3 separate regions of the Mus musculus genome follow, and regions 2 and 3 are each linked to region 1. Evidence: chromatin contacts called from public ChIA-PET and HiChIP or PLAC-seq data. All regions are on one chromosome and are shown on one strand. Each heading gives the region's core, a stretch centred on a gene start, on an enhancer-like site or on the middle of the called end of the contact. The rest is flanking DNA. Distances are from core to core; before and after follow the strand shown. Region 1 holds the start of Gars (glycyl-tRNA synthetase). Region 2 has its middle 51 kb from the start of Znrf2. Region 3 overlaps Mindy4 (MINDY lysine 48 deubiquitinase 4).

What was found. ChIA-PET counts read pairs in DNA pulled down with a chosen protein or histone mark. HiChIP or PLAC-seq counts read pairs in DNA pulled down with a chosen protein or histone mark.
Region 2: a contact with region 1 is called in an RNA polymerase II ChIA-PET map of memory CD8 T cells, with 6 read pairs. The contact joins the enhancer-like site here to the promoter of Gars in region 1. A contact is called at or near these places in 1 of 39 promoter capture datasets (neural stem cells), 1 of 15 datasets of contacts at CTCF or cohesin (the NIH/3T3 cell line), 8 of 115 datasets of contacts at active chromatin or transcription factors (the 230-238 cell line, bone marrow-derived macrophages, embryonic stem cells and 5 more) and 1 of 9 other capture datasets (liver).
Region 3: a FOXA1 HiChIP or PLAC-seq map of pancreatic cancer cells shows a contact between it and region 1. The contact joins the enhancer-like site here to the promoter of Gars in region 1. A contact is called at or near these places in 3 of 39 promoter capture datasets (the C10 cell line, hematopoietic stem and progenitor cells and pre-B cells) and 2 of 115 datasets of contacts at active chromatin or transcription factors (extraembryonic endoderm stem cells and pancreatic cancer cells).

Annotation. Positions count from the first base shown.
Region 1 is chr6:55,035,724-55,040,145 of GRCm38.p6, reverse strand. It overlaps Gars (glycyl-tRNA synthetase), which reads right to left and starts at 2,145. Exons shown (of 17, transcript NM_180678.3): 1 at 1,913-2,145. The coding sequence starts at 2,104.
Region 2 is chr6:54,764,183-54,768,604 of GRCm38.p6, reverse strand. No RefSeq gene overlaps it. Among named protein-coding and RNA genes, the nearest start is that of Znrf2, 51 kb to the left of the region's middle. Within about 2 kb of position 1,969, at least 50 of the 459 cell types and tissues checked have an H3K27ac peak or open chromatin away from gene starts, as enhancers often do. A contact at or near this core is called in memory CD8 T cells, where this site is marked.
Region 3 is chr6:55,312,865-55,317,286 of GRCm38.p6, reverse strand. All of the region lies in intron 17 of Mindy4 (MINDY lysine 48 deubiquitinase 4), which reads right to left. Among named protein-coding and RNA genes, the nearest start is that of Gm38819, 13 kb to the left of the region's middle. Within about 2 kb of position 2,471, at least 29 of the 459 cell types and tissues checked have an H3K27ac peak or open chromatin away from gene starts, as enhancers often do. A contact at or near this core is called in pancreatic cancer cells, where this site is marked.

The DNA of each region.
Region 1 (4,422 bases), core at 896-3,395:
AGGCCACAAAGTAGGACCTACCTCAAAAAGAAACAGAAAAGTTATTTCTACCTCAGAAACCACAGCACTGAACTTTTTATAATCAGTTACATAAACCCAGGAATGTATTTTAGGACTCTGAAAAAAAAAAAATCTTTACCAATGCCTGTGCTCATCACAGTGTGTCCTGGTCATTTGGAGCTTCATGAATCATAATATACTTTAAAAAAAAAAAAAAAACCTTCATGATTGCTAATATCACCACTTATCTTATAGAGAAATTCTTGAAGCCCTGTGAATCTGTCAAGCTCAGACTTAAGAGAAACCAGTTTGAATTTTACTTTGGGGCACAACTATTTCTGGTAACACCCCCCTTCAAAATGCACGCCACTGTTAAGAGCGATCCTTTAACACCTCCAAACGACACCTCAGTAAGTCTTCAACTGCCCAGGCTTTACAATGAAAACGTGTGACATGGACTGCACTCCATTTTTCCATACATGTCCAAGAGGAAAACCGTTTAACTAGATGATCTTCAAACTCTTTCCAGTGACACTGGACTCAGTATGACTCAAATTTTCCACGCAACTAATCAGTGTATATGTACTTCTGGAAAAGTAGAAAAGAAAAAAGTCCAAACTAACTTAAATAAATTAATTCAACTATTGGGAAAATATCCCAAAGTTAAAAAAAAAAAAAAACCAAAAACCCTATCAAACAAACACATAAAACCAAAAAAACAAGTCAAAACCAACAACAAAGGACATGAAGGTCACACAAGCTGTACAGGAAGGCTCTCCATGATCAATGCGTCCTGAAGTTAACTACATTCAGTCTTACTACAGAGGAATACTATGTACTGCAGTTCCAGGCTAACGTGGCAGAGGGAGGGGTTTGCAGTGTGTGCTTTTTTTTTTCCCCCAAAATTAGATGTATTGTTCCAAAGGAAGGAGTTAGGTCACAACAAAACAACAAAGGAGTCACACATACATTTATGTGGGGAGTGGAAGGTGGATGGAGACTGAATGTACAGAACATACAATTAAAAAAAGAAAAAATAAAGCCCATAGTGAAAATCAAAATGAAAGCCTATTAACTGAGTCGGGCTCAAACTGGAGCAAAGTGGCAGAATTCCTCGAAGCTGCAGCACCTCAGCTCCAATGAATTATCCTTAAGACAGGATTCCACCCTCCTTAGCTAGACAAACGATTGCATCAGGCGCCAGAGCAGGCGCAACCCGACCGGTGTTTACAGCTAGTAGGTCATGGATGCCGGGCCCTACTGTAAGCTCTGGCTCTCACTGGGTGTGGGTATCATTCCAAATACTTTTCTCCTTTCCCTCTTAAGTCTGATCACCACCACTCAGTGCTACAGTAAAAAAAGGAGATCTGCATTAAATCCCCAGATTCTCCAGCTAAGAAACCTCCCTTCCCTTCCGCAAAATGACATTTTCAGGTGTTCCACCCTAAGAATGGATGACTTCACTGAGTGGCTCGGTCAGTCCATCTACAATTTCCAGCTTGATCCGAAAGCTCGCTGGTTCCAGACACTCTCTTCAGAAGGCAGAAAGATGACAGGAGAGGGATCATGAATTCGCATCAGTATTGGAGGGGGGTGGGGGGTCGACACCTCCCCATAGCCACGTTTCGACCGTGAGCCAGTCCTCAGGCTAAACACTGAAGCAAGGAAGATAAAGAGAAGGGAACGCTTCCCAAAGCATCCCCAAGACTAAAGAAAAGAAGCGCGCAGCATCAGCTTGCCGCTGAGCCGAGCCATCGGGGCGCTCAAAGAGGGAGGCGAAGCCTACGGCTGGATTCGGGGTACGCAGAGAGGGCACGAGGCCCAAGGATCACGGATGCCGACGCAGCGCGGGGACAGGGGAAGGACGGACAGGAGCGGGGTGCGGCGCGCGGCTGCGGGCGAGGGTCGGTACCTGCTGGCGCACGGCTAGCCGCAGTGGGGCCAGCAGCTCCTCCGCGCTGTCCATGCTGCTCCGGGAGGCGGCGGGCTGCGCGGGAGCGCTGAGGAGCCGCTGAGACGCGGACGCTGCGACCACTCGGGGCGGCGACAGGAGCGGCAGCGCGGCGCGGGTGGCTCTGAGCAGCGAGGGGAGCAGACAGGGCATGAGCACGCCGCCTAGGCGGTGCGCAGGGCGGCTACGGAAGCGGCGCGCGGCCCGCCCGGTGCATGATGAAATAGCGCAGCCAGGCCGCAGGCGCGCGCAGCCGCACTTCCCGCAGGCGCGCGCAGCCGCCGCGTCTGCAACCGCAGATTCGGCAGAGAACCCGGAAGGGCACCAACTTGCTCAAAAATGTGTGAAGAGGACGCTCCAGACAAATGCACAGAAGGACATGGCTTCTGAGAGTGCAGTCCTAACCTAGATGCCCGAGCACCTTTAGATCGTGGGCTTCTCTGTTGTCCCAGACGCTCGAATCGCCCCACTGGAACACCCATACTTCTGCTTCTTCCTCAGCCCATTGTTTAGAAGAGTATATAAAGTCACATAAAATCGGAACCTAGAGTTACTATAACTCTAGTGGGTCATGGTGATGCACATCCGTAATCCCAGCACTTGGGAAGACGAGGTAGGAGGATCGTGAGTTCAAGACCAGCCTAAAATACACAGTGAGCCTCTGTCTTTAAGAAACAAACAAACAACAACAGCAAAAACAAAAATATTGCTCAAGACCCAATGTTCCTCGGACTATTTATAGGAATCAGAGTTGCTGTTCTTCTCAGGGCATGCCAGTTAATTTGAAAGACAAGGTGTAGAGGCAAAGGAAAAGTGATTTTACTTGGATAACCACCTCATGGAGCAGTCAGGGGAACTCTAGCCTCAAAGCTCTTGCAGAAGTTATATAGGTTGGATGCTCCCAAACTTGTGGACACCTCACAGCCAGTCAGCCAGATGATGGGCCCAACCGGGAGATACCACCTTCCAGTTTCACAAATATCAAGAAGACCATCATTATCCTTGTGCTATTGTTGTGATTGGTTAGCTGGTTTTTTACACAGTGGACAGTCTAGAGGGCAATGAACCTGGCTCAAGGCCCTCTTTCAGAGAACCCAACTCCATGCAGTGAGAGACCACACGTTCTCAACTCCCAGAAATCTTTGATGCTGTTTTTTAGGGTGAAGAACCAGACACAAGGTAGTTACTAGTTTACCCAGTATCCCCAAGACAAAAGTTAAGCAAGAGGAGGTTTGTGACGCTCTTCATTTGCTTCCAAGTTGCTTTTACTGCCAATTTTAGGGATCACGCGTATTTTTATTAGCTTTACTGGATATAACACCTGGGGTGCTGTGGCAATCTTGGTGTTTTTCAGGAACTTGAAGGTGTAAACCAGTTTAAGTTCCTGGCCCTTTCCTGCAGCCTGCACAGATATCCAAGGGTGACCTTTTGAAATCTGGAGGCTTAAAATTTCACACTCAGAACATGCTATTGCCACCATTGTTTAGAAACATAGATCCAGTGAAGGGGTCCTGACAAAGATCGCTGATGCGTCCTTAGTCTTCACCTATAGTCACTTTTCTGACACCTCAGGCCACCCTGCTTCTTTATCTACAAATAACTCCAAACCCCAGTCTCCAGGAGTCAGGTCCGAAATTCGTTCTCATGGCTACATGCTTGGCAGTCTCATGCATATTTTCCCAGTGACTGGCATGATATGGGCCTGTTTGAGCAAGCCAGGAACAAGTCCAGACAGACCTTTACCCATGGTTTAGCAGCTTGCAGTGTGGGGAACCCATGGACTAATCCAGGCACAGACCAGACCCCTTGTCCCAGGGAATTGGCCCATTGCTGCTGACCTGCAAATTTCCCTTAGCAATGGAGAATGCTTCCTAGGCTTGGGAGACGGTTTACTCAGTGAGTAAATTTGGTGTAAGTAGCTGGGTGCTTCATTTCTTCTCTCTGGTTTGGAATTGGTGGTGAAAGTCTTAGTCCCAGATACTCTTTATTGCTTTGGCTGCCACTTCCAAGGATCTCGGTTCCCAATACTGTTGGCTGGAAGTTTGGAATTTTAGCCAGTCCTAGCTAAAGTGTAAACATCTAAGATTAACACCCAAACCCACTCGAGACTGAGATAAGGAGATGTGGACAACAAAGGAGGCCTCTCTACACCAGCCTGGTATAGCAACTTGCTCTATAGGAAAACTTAGGCCACAACCTACATAAGTTTGAAAATGAAAAGGTTAGTCATAGGTACAGGCAACTTTAATGAGTTCTGTTCTGTCATAAAATAATTTAGAGCCATCTGGATTTTTGTAAACTGGTAACTTGATATTATTATATTGTTCTGTCTCATTCACTTATGGGTTAAATTAAAATAAAAAAAAACTTTTCAAATTGCTGCATCCTTCTCTTGTCACCGCAGCTGCCACAGCTCCCTGGAGACCACGACTGGGATTCTGTGCTCTCAGTGCCAAAGCAGAGTCTGTTCC
Region 2 (4,422 bases), core at 720-3,219, 270 kb after region 1:
GAGGACACAGCCAGAGGCAGACATGTCTAGGAGAGTCCAGAGTGGTCCTGATCCTGAGCGGTGTGGGGAAAGAGGAGGGAAAGAGAGAGAGAGAGGAGAGAGGGAAACCAAGTACAGCAGCCAGGAGCCCAAAGGTACAAAGAATAGGTAACCAAAATGTCTGGATTATATAGGGAGAGCCTCCGGCGGAAGGGCAGCCCAGCCCCTGGGCTGGAGAGTTCAGGGTAGAAGTGGGGGTGTGCCAGCCAAACTCTGTAACAGGTAGGGACTGAGGGATGCTGGGAGAACCTGGAGGCCAGGTCTGCTTTGGTATGTTCTGTAGGCATCTCAAACTGCTAGTCCTGGGTTTAAAACTTAACAGTAAGTTGTCAGTAGGCATCTTATAACTTATCAGGAGATGAGTCCTGACAGCCAAAGTCATGTTCTATACATCCTAACACCTTCCTGACTCTCTAAATACAGAGGCATGGCTCTCCCACCCTTCAATATGACATCCATACACTAGAAGTAAAGAAGTTTGTATTGTTTTCTAGTGTCACACCACATTCCTGCGGAGGGGAGCTGTCAGGGCTTGGGATGATGAAGCTGTAATCAGACTCTCTGGCCTATTTGCCTCCAGGGAGGCTGAGCCCTTCCCAAAACTGAGTTCCTGAATTTTCTGATTTGGAGTGCAGTCTCCGGGTCAGTGAATCACAGATCATGCAGTTGGATAAGAGAGTGCCCATCCTCCCTCCATCCCGAGCTGCTGCTGTAACTCTAACAAGGCCAGTTAGAAGTCAAGTTCCTCTGGCTTCCTGGAAAACAAACAGAAATGCAATTTAGCTGTAGCAGAGTTCCTGACAGCCCTAAGATTTCACCGGACTTGAAGCCTGGTGCATGTGTTTACATGGACAATTCATTGGGAAACCTGGGGGGGGGGGGGGGGCGCCAGCTCCAGCTTGTGAGATTCATCTCCCATTGGCAATGACAACCAATGGCTGGGGATGAAGGCATGACCCAGGCCATCCACTGTCACAATCAATGAAAGTAACAGGAAAGGATTTTAGAAACACCCAATGCTCGGTCACTGCTGTTGTTGCTACCGTGGCTCGCCAGCCAAAGGAGAGAAGGGGAAAGACTGGTTCTGCCCAGGTAGCTGCTCTTACAACAGCCTCCTTCACTCTGAGCAGTCCACCCGCAGTTCAACCTCCGAGACCTGGCTGTGATCACTGAAGAGGTGAAGACAAGAAGATGAGATCCACCCAAGGAAACACTGCAGAGTTGAAACATTTTAGTTATCTGGACATCCTTTCCTTATCTTCTTTCAGCTCCTTATATAGCCAAGTGAACCAAATACCTCTGATTGGGATCTCCTTAGAGACAAGAATGATCTCCCCCCCCCCCCCCCGCCCCGCCCCACCCCACCCTGCAGGCTCTTTAGGATTTTCTCTACTACTGTTTTCTTCTCCCTCCACAGAGGAGGGGAAAGGAGAGGTTATTTCAGACTTAGTTGAAAAGAATGCCAAAATTTTTATTTTGCAAGCAAATCTAAGGATCACATAGCAAAAGCTAAGATTCAGGATGCTGTGAAAAGAAGACATCTAGACAAGAGATATTTACATGCTGCTAGTCACATTGGTACCTCCAGCAGCTGGTCAAACTGTTCCACCTACTTTCGGGGACAGGCCTTGAGAAGGCACATAAAAAAAACGAACAGTGAGCGCTTCAAGTCGGTTAGTCATAGGATTTCAGCTCCTGCCACTGGCCCAGCAAGGGCAGGATCCAGCAATATTCTGTTTTCTAGAATCTTTCCTTGTAAGACTTCCAGTGCTCTGATGGAGTTAAGCAAATAGAGGCCAGGGCAATCTGCTACCACCTTCCAGATCTCATAAAGACAAATAAAACTATTTTGTTGTTCTTTCTGTGGCTTCCTACCCACATGTGAGAGACTATGTTAAACATGGGAGGTACCTTTTTTGCAGCTTCCTGCCCTCTTATCCTCTCAAGCAACATCGAGGTCTGTGATCTAGACTAAGTTCCTACATTCAGACCCAACACACAAGGAAAAGCATCAAAATGGAGTTTCTTGTGCTGAAGTTCATATCACCAAGTGCATGTCTTTGTGAAGCTGTTGGGTCCTTGGGAATGAGTTACAGACAGGTGTGAGCTACCATGTGGGTGCTGGGAATTGAGCCTAGGTCCTCTGGAAGAACAGTCAGTGCTCTTCACCACTGAGTCATCTCTCCAGCCCCTCACTTGGGATATTTTTTCCCTAGCTCTGTCTAACTCCCATATTTGAACAAAAATTTCAGCATACTCAGAATTACATATCTACAGTTTTCCTCTGCTCAGACACCAAACACGTTTCTTGATACTATTTTATAGCTGTTTGCAGTATCCCTAGTAATGTATCGCCACAGATTATTCTACCACCCCACCACACACCCAGACATTATCTTATTGGAATGTCTTATTCTGCAGTAGATCACGTTCACTTTCCAAATAGCTATACTAAAATATAACTGGTACACAATAATTCTGCAAATTCAAACATTCAGTTTGACAAGTTTAATGTATAATGTGTATGTGTGTGTATGTGTAGACCCCAGACACCATCACTACAATCAAGATAAAAACGCTCCTATACCTTACCTTCTATCCTCTACACACACTTCCTCCTTCTTCAGCTCTCACCTGCCTCTCGTGGTCACATTTGTTTGATAGATGTTATCTGGACCCCAGTTGTCTTGCACAGGAATTCATAGACTTACAGTGACAGAATGTGATGAGTTTCATTTTATACCATTTCAGACCTAAGCCTTAGAAAGCACACAAGTACCTCCTCACTCTCTCTCTCTCTTCCTACCCCTTCCATTTTCTACTTTTCTTTCTTTTTCCTTTCTTTTTTTCCAGTGCTGGGAATGGAACCCAGAACTCTATCTCCTCAGAGTGACAACGCAGCCCATGCTAACAGTGTCTGCTTGTGTGTTGGATTGTTTCCTCTCAGAACCTCACTGCCATGCCATGAGGAAGCCCAGACAGACAAATAAATGGAGAAGACTGGGTGAGGACTCAGGCCCCTAACTAATAGCCCCAGATGAGCTTTGGGCAGTGGCAGCACCCATGGCTAGCTATTTGGATCGACTGGCATCTTGCTGCTTCAGTTAACACCAAGAATTAAGCCCAAGAACTGTTCTGGCAGCCCACAGATCCCAGGGAATCAACCATTATAGTTTATGTCACTAAGTTTTAGTGTGGTTTGTTGTGTGATCATTAGTAAGTGAAACAAACGGAGAATAGAAGCAATTGCTGTTAGGATAGATTCTTAACTCTGTGCTGCTTTCTTTTTGCTTTCTTCATATCTAACCTTTTTCTCCTTCCTTCCTTCCTTCCTTCCTTCCTTCCTTCCTTCCTTCCTTCCTTCCTTCCTAGGGAGCAAACCCAGGGCCTAATGAGTGGTGGGCAAGCAATCTACCTGAGGTGTGATCCACCCTAGAGCTGAACTTGACAAGGTCCACTGTCCTTAACCTTTCATCTTGGGTCCACTCTTAGAATTGAGTCTCTGGTCTAGTTTTCCTTTGAACATGCTAGCATTAGGGTCACAAGGGGATTGCTTGTTGCATAACCAAGAAGTAGGCTTTACATCCTCATCTTCTATGCCACATCAGTAGCATTTCTTTCTGTAAATCACTCCCTTCTTTCTTTTTCCTACATGAGTTGAGGAGAGATGATGTCAGAGTAGCCATTATTTTAGAAAAAAAAAGAATGGTAGCATCAAAACATCCAACTGTCATGCATGCAGCACAGTTGGGATGTTGGCTCAGTTTGGTGACACTGTCAGTGACACGGTTCCTTTCTATCTTGTTGTTCCAATACCACTATGTGTTCCATTTGTTTATATAGCACCAGATATCTCTTCCTACCTCCTCATTCCACTACTGGAAAAGGGAACTACCTGTGGAGGGCATACATCTCCCTGGTCAGATAAAAGCCTGTAGGTGCATCCGCTGTATCCACACTCTTTAGCTGGAACAGAGTCTTAGGGTCACACTAGCAGCAACAGAATTGGGAAATGAAGTCTCTAGCTTGAATGGTCATGCATCTAGCTAAAAATAATACCACCATGGGTGAAAGGAGGAAGGGACATATAACCTGTTTTTCCATCCAGAAGGCTGGGAATTGGAGCTGACTATCAGCCTGGTGATCTGCATTACCTGTTGGGCTGGGCCAGATCAAGTTCCCACAACCAAGCCTGGAGGTGGTAGTAGTCTAAATGACCTGTACGTCATCTATATAGCCAGGGGCTCCCCCAGGTTCCCACAATTAGGACTTTAGGTAGCTAAGTGCCCAAATTATCTCCACTTAAGACTAAGACTGTGACAGATCCTTCCCTAAGCCCTTTAGATAGTACATGTATCCTATTTTTAGAACCTAGCTTCTTGG
Region 3 (4,422 bases), core at 1,222-3,721, 280 kb before region 1:
AGGCCTTATTTATAGAGATATGGCTAGAATTTGAAAGGTCCCTGACAGGTTCATGGTTTGAATTCTTGTTTCCTGCCTGGTGGTGACAGTTGGGGAACCTTTAGGAAGTGAGATCACTAGAAGAAGGTCTCTGGTGATGATACCCAACCCCTGGCTTCCCTCAGACTCAGTTTTCTAGTCTGCCATGCTGTGAGCATCCTCTGACACATGTTCCTGCCACTAAAACCAAGCTTCTTCTCCACACAGGCCCCCCTACCAGGACAGACTGAATACCCAGAAACCATGAACCAAGTGAAATCTCTCTCCTTTAAGTTGTTTGTTAGGTACTGTGGTCCCAGCACCAAGAGCGCATCTAAAGCACTCTGGCTTCCCATCCACTGTTCAACCATCTGCAGAGATCGAGGAACAATAGCTACAAGCCTCCCCATTCCCCAAGCCAAGAAGAAACCTATATGGAGCATATAAACCTGACTTTTCCTGTCATTATTCTATACACAAATCAGTATAACAAGTACTTGCATATTAGATATTATAAGTACCCAGAGACTAAACCATACAGAAGATGTGTAGCCACATGTGAACAGTATATGGTATTTTAAAGAAGGGATTTAAGCAGCCTCCAATCTTTATAATTCTCAGTCCTGAATCCTCCCCATCAATGCAGAGCAACAACTGAATGGTTCATCTTGGACCCAGTGGTCCTCACCCTTAGCCCATCTTCCAACTCAGCCCCCATCTTCTACCTCAGAGCTTTTCTGTCTTCTTCAGCTCTCTGCACTGCTGCCTCGGTATCTCTAGTTTTTAGGCTGAAAATTACACTTTTTCCAGAGGTAGCAGAATTCGTACTCCCCCTGTCTTCTAATTCACTTTCCTGTAGGTTATAAGCAGCTTTTGGGCAGATTTATGAATTATATTTCCCCTGTTTCATATTTTCTATGTTTTATACCATCACATTTCTCATCAAAGAAACAAGCAGATTGTCATTTGAAAAAAAAAAATGACAACACATCTTAGCTGGAAACTCTCTTTCTCCCATGGAATGCTTCGGTATGGAAGATAGTAGCTGCACACAGCCACAAAGGAACAATTTGCATCACGTTCTAGCCCCACCAGGGTACAACAGGGACAAGATATACTTCCCAAACCTCTGAAGGTGTGCGAATATGCAAGACAGAACGTTGCCCTAATGTATACCCTAGTCAGTGTTCCAGGAAAGCTGGGTTTCTGAAATTTTTGTAAAAACTAATCTGCGTAAAAGACTAGGCATATGGGGAAAGCCAGCATAGGCATAAATGTTAATTTGAGGAAATGTTCCCAAAATTCTGTGTTCTCTTTGGTGTCATTTGATGGCACCCAGCAATGCTACCCAGCAATGTTGAAAGATCTCACCCCTATAGGGACATGCAGCTTTTTGGCAGTCAACCCTTGGCTTCCTGCAGGAGAGGCATTTGGTTATATTTTGGTCACAGTACTCAGAAACAATTCAAAAGGAGACCTTTTGAAAGCCAATGCTGAAAGAATCACCTTCGTAAAATCCATTTTCCAGCCTAGCCCGTGCTGGGACTTGAACACCAATGCAATCATCACTGCCCAAGCTCCTTCCTGATCGTTAGTGTGGAATCCCAAGGGTTAATCTTGATCTACTAGATTCAGTGATCTCTGTTGCCCGAGACCCCTTCCCCAGCTTCTAGCTCATCAGGTAGATCCAGGGGACTCTATCAGGTATGGTCACATAGATAGAAGGCATCCACTTTGATGGAACACAGCACAGCCATTGCATTTGCCTTCACTGAATGGTAGACATGGTCACCATATGGCTAGGTAACTTGACGTAACTTGAGAAGTTAATTATTATGTGAGGAGTCTTCTGTTGGTAAGATTTGGGGGGAATCTCATGAAGTTCCAGGGGAGACAGCATAGGTCTCAGCAGGGGAAACAGACCCTGCTCTGACTGGTACCCTGAACAGCTATAGGTGGAGAGGTGCTGAGCCCAGGTTCTGAAAGGTAGGGCTGACCTATTGCAGCTACTGAGTTAGTCGTGATTCAGTATCTGTAATAATGTAATTTTTTTGAAATTTGTAATTATCTTTTCCTATTCATCTTTGCTGTTTTGAGGTGCACCATTAAATAACCCTTTTTTATTCTGGTAAGATTTATATATAAGCATCAATGTCTTGGTTAACGAGAACACATCTTAGATGGCTCAGTGTTTGAGATCCCCAAATGGTGATGAAAGGGGGCACAAAGGAGAGAAACAGATCCACCCTCAGCCTGGTCCCCAGGGACTACACAAGCACCCTCTTCGTAGCCTCTCAACCCTTGGACTCCACCGTCCCCGCTTGCAGGCAAGCTTAGGCTCTTCCAGAGGCTCCCGGCACACAAACTGGGGTTTGGCTTCAGTACAGGGTGAGTCATATTCACACACCACTAAACAACATCTGTATCCCGACAGTCACGGAGCCTCACTGGCAGGCTGCTAGGTCTGTGTTTGGTTTTGAAGCCATTCACAAGGCATCTAGCCCCCGCATCCTGGCCCACAGGTGCAAAGGCAGTGGAGAGAAGCGCTTTGCTATGGAATGGGAAATCAGGGCCATGTGAAATGCTGGAAGGGTGAGCATGACAGTTGATCTGAATGGTCTAAAGTAAGAAGAGCTTTTACAGTACTGCAGCAGCAATGAGGGACTGCAGGGGAGTGAACGAACGGGTGAGATGGAGAATTGGGGAGTGAGCGGGTGAGATGGACAGGTGCTTGAATATACAGCAGGAGTCAGCAGTCCATGCTGGCATCTGCAGTAACTCAGGAGGCAGACCCATGGTACACTTCAAACTACCTTGCCACTGGATAATTCTGGAGTGAGGTGTTCTGTTCACTCTAGGACATTTTGCGCCCTCTCCCTGACTATAATTGCTGAAAGTATTTCAAGACTACCAAATAATCCCAAAGGTGTAAAATCACTTCACCAAGGACCGCCAACTTAATAGTTGAGCTTTGAGCTCAAAAGTCAATAGCAATATCACCGAGAAGGCCACGGCATGAAGATACCCATTCCCCCAGCCTCGGGTCAATAACTATAGCACAGTCAGCTCCAGCCTGAACTTATCAGACCACTGCTAGACCTGATGTACTTCATAAAGGAGAGAATACCACATGGGGCCAATGACAGCAGAAAAAGAAGGCAGGCCTGTTATAACGCTCCAAACTGCTTCAGACACACCCAGGGATCCATTTGCTAATCTTGATTTTCCAGACAAACAGCTTGTATGCAAGTTTCTGTCTCTGCACTGGGGCCATTTCAAATCAGAGGTGGCTCTAGAGCTAGCCCAGCATGCTGCCTGCCACCTGTGCCCTTGACCAGTCCTCCTCCTGGCCCACCCAACCTTCTCTAGGCTCAGATTCAGGCTGCTTACAGAAGAGATCTGGTTTGGAGGTGGCTCTCAGCACTTATGGTAGACTCAGGAAGGCTGATAGTACCTGTTGCCCAGAGTTCTAAGGTTTGGGGACACTCGTTCACCCCAGCTCTCCCCTCATAGGCCTGCTCTGAAGCCCACTCCCCTCCCAATCTTCAGCAGGGAAATCTGGGTCTTTGAATATGCACTCTTTACACAACTCAACACACTGTCCAGTACTCACCTCCAGCCCCCCCCCCACCTTGCTCATTGGCTCCTTCTCCTGCCCACCTTCCCCTGCATGTTCAGAGCCCATGGTAAAGGTCAGGAGTACACCTGTGCTTCTGTGTTCTTCTGTGTTGGCTGACAGCTGGGCAGAAGTGAGTTCAGGAGGACAACCCATACGATGAGACAAGCCGGGGCAAAGTGGGATATGTGGACCGCAGCACATCAGAAGGGTGTGCCCGACATAAACAGTGGGATTCCAGGCCAGGGCATCAGCAGGGAAGGGGGTACTTGGATGGGTAGAGCATCCCTGTGGGGGTGAACACTCCAGGCCTCAGAGACACTGACCCAGTCTGGAACTACTTTGCATTTCTTGTCTGAGTCTCCAAACAGAAACATCTGCACCCTAGCCCCAGGCCCGGTTATGGGCTCTTTCCTCTGCTCTCTGGCCTGCTGACAAGTGTTTCATTTTTCTCTCACTCCAGTGAGGATGGAAGCCTGGGAGAGGTCAGCGCGTGCTGTTGGAAGTGACCCTCAAAGAGTCTGGTTCTGCTGATGTCGTTTCAGAACAACGGGGAGGGGCAATAGATGGAGCCCACATTCCTGACACAGCAAAGGTAATGAGCCTCTGTGGGGCTGAGATGTGCATCATACTAAAGGACAGGGACAGCGAAAGGACCTAGCGATGGTTCTAATCAGGATGATGTTCTCTGAAAGCAAAACCCAGAGTCTGGGCCTGTGCAACACCTCCGTGACAACAGAGCCAGGTGGCAGGAAGTCACACTGTCCGCTCAGTGACCTACCACCCGG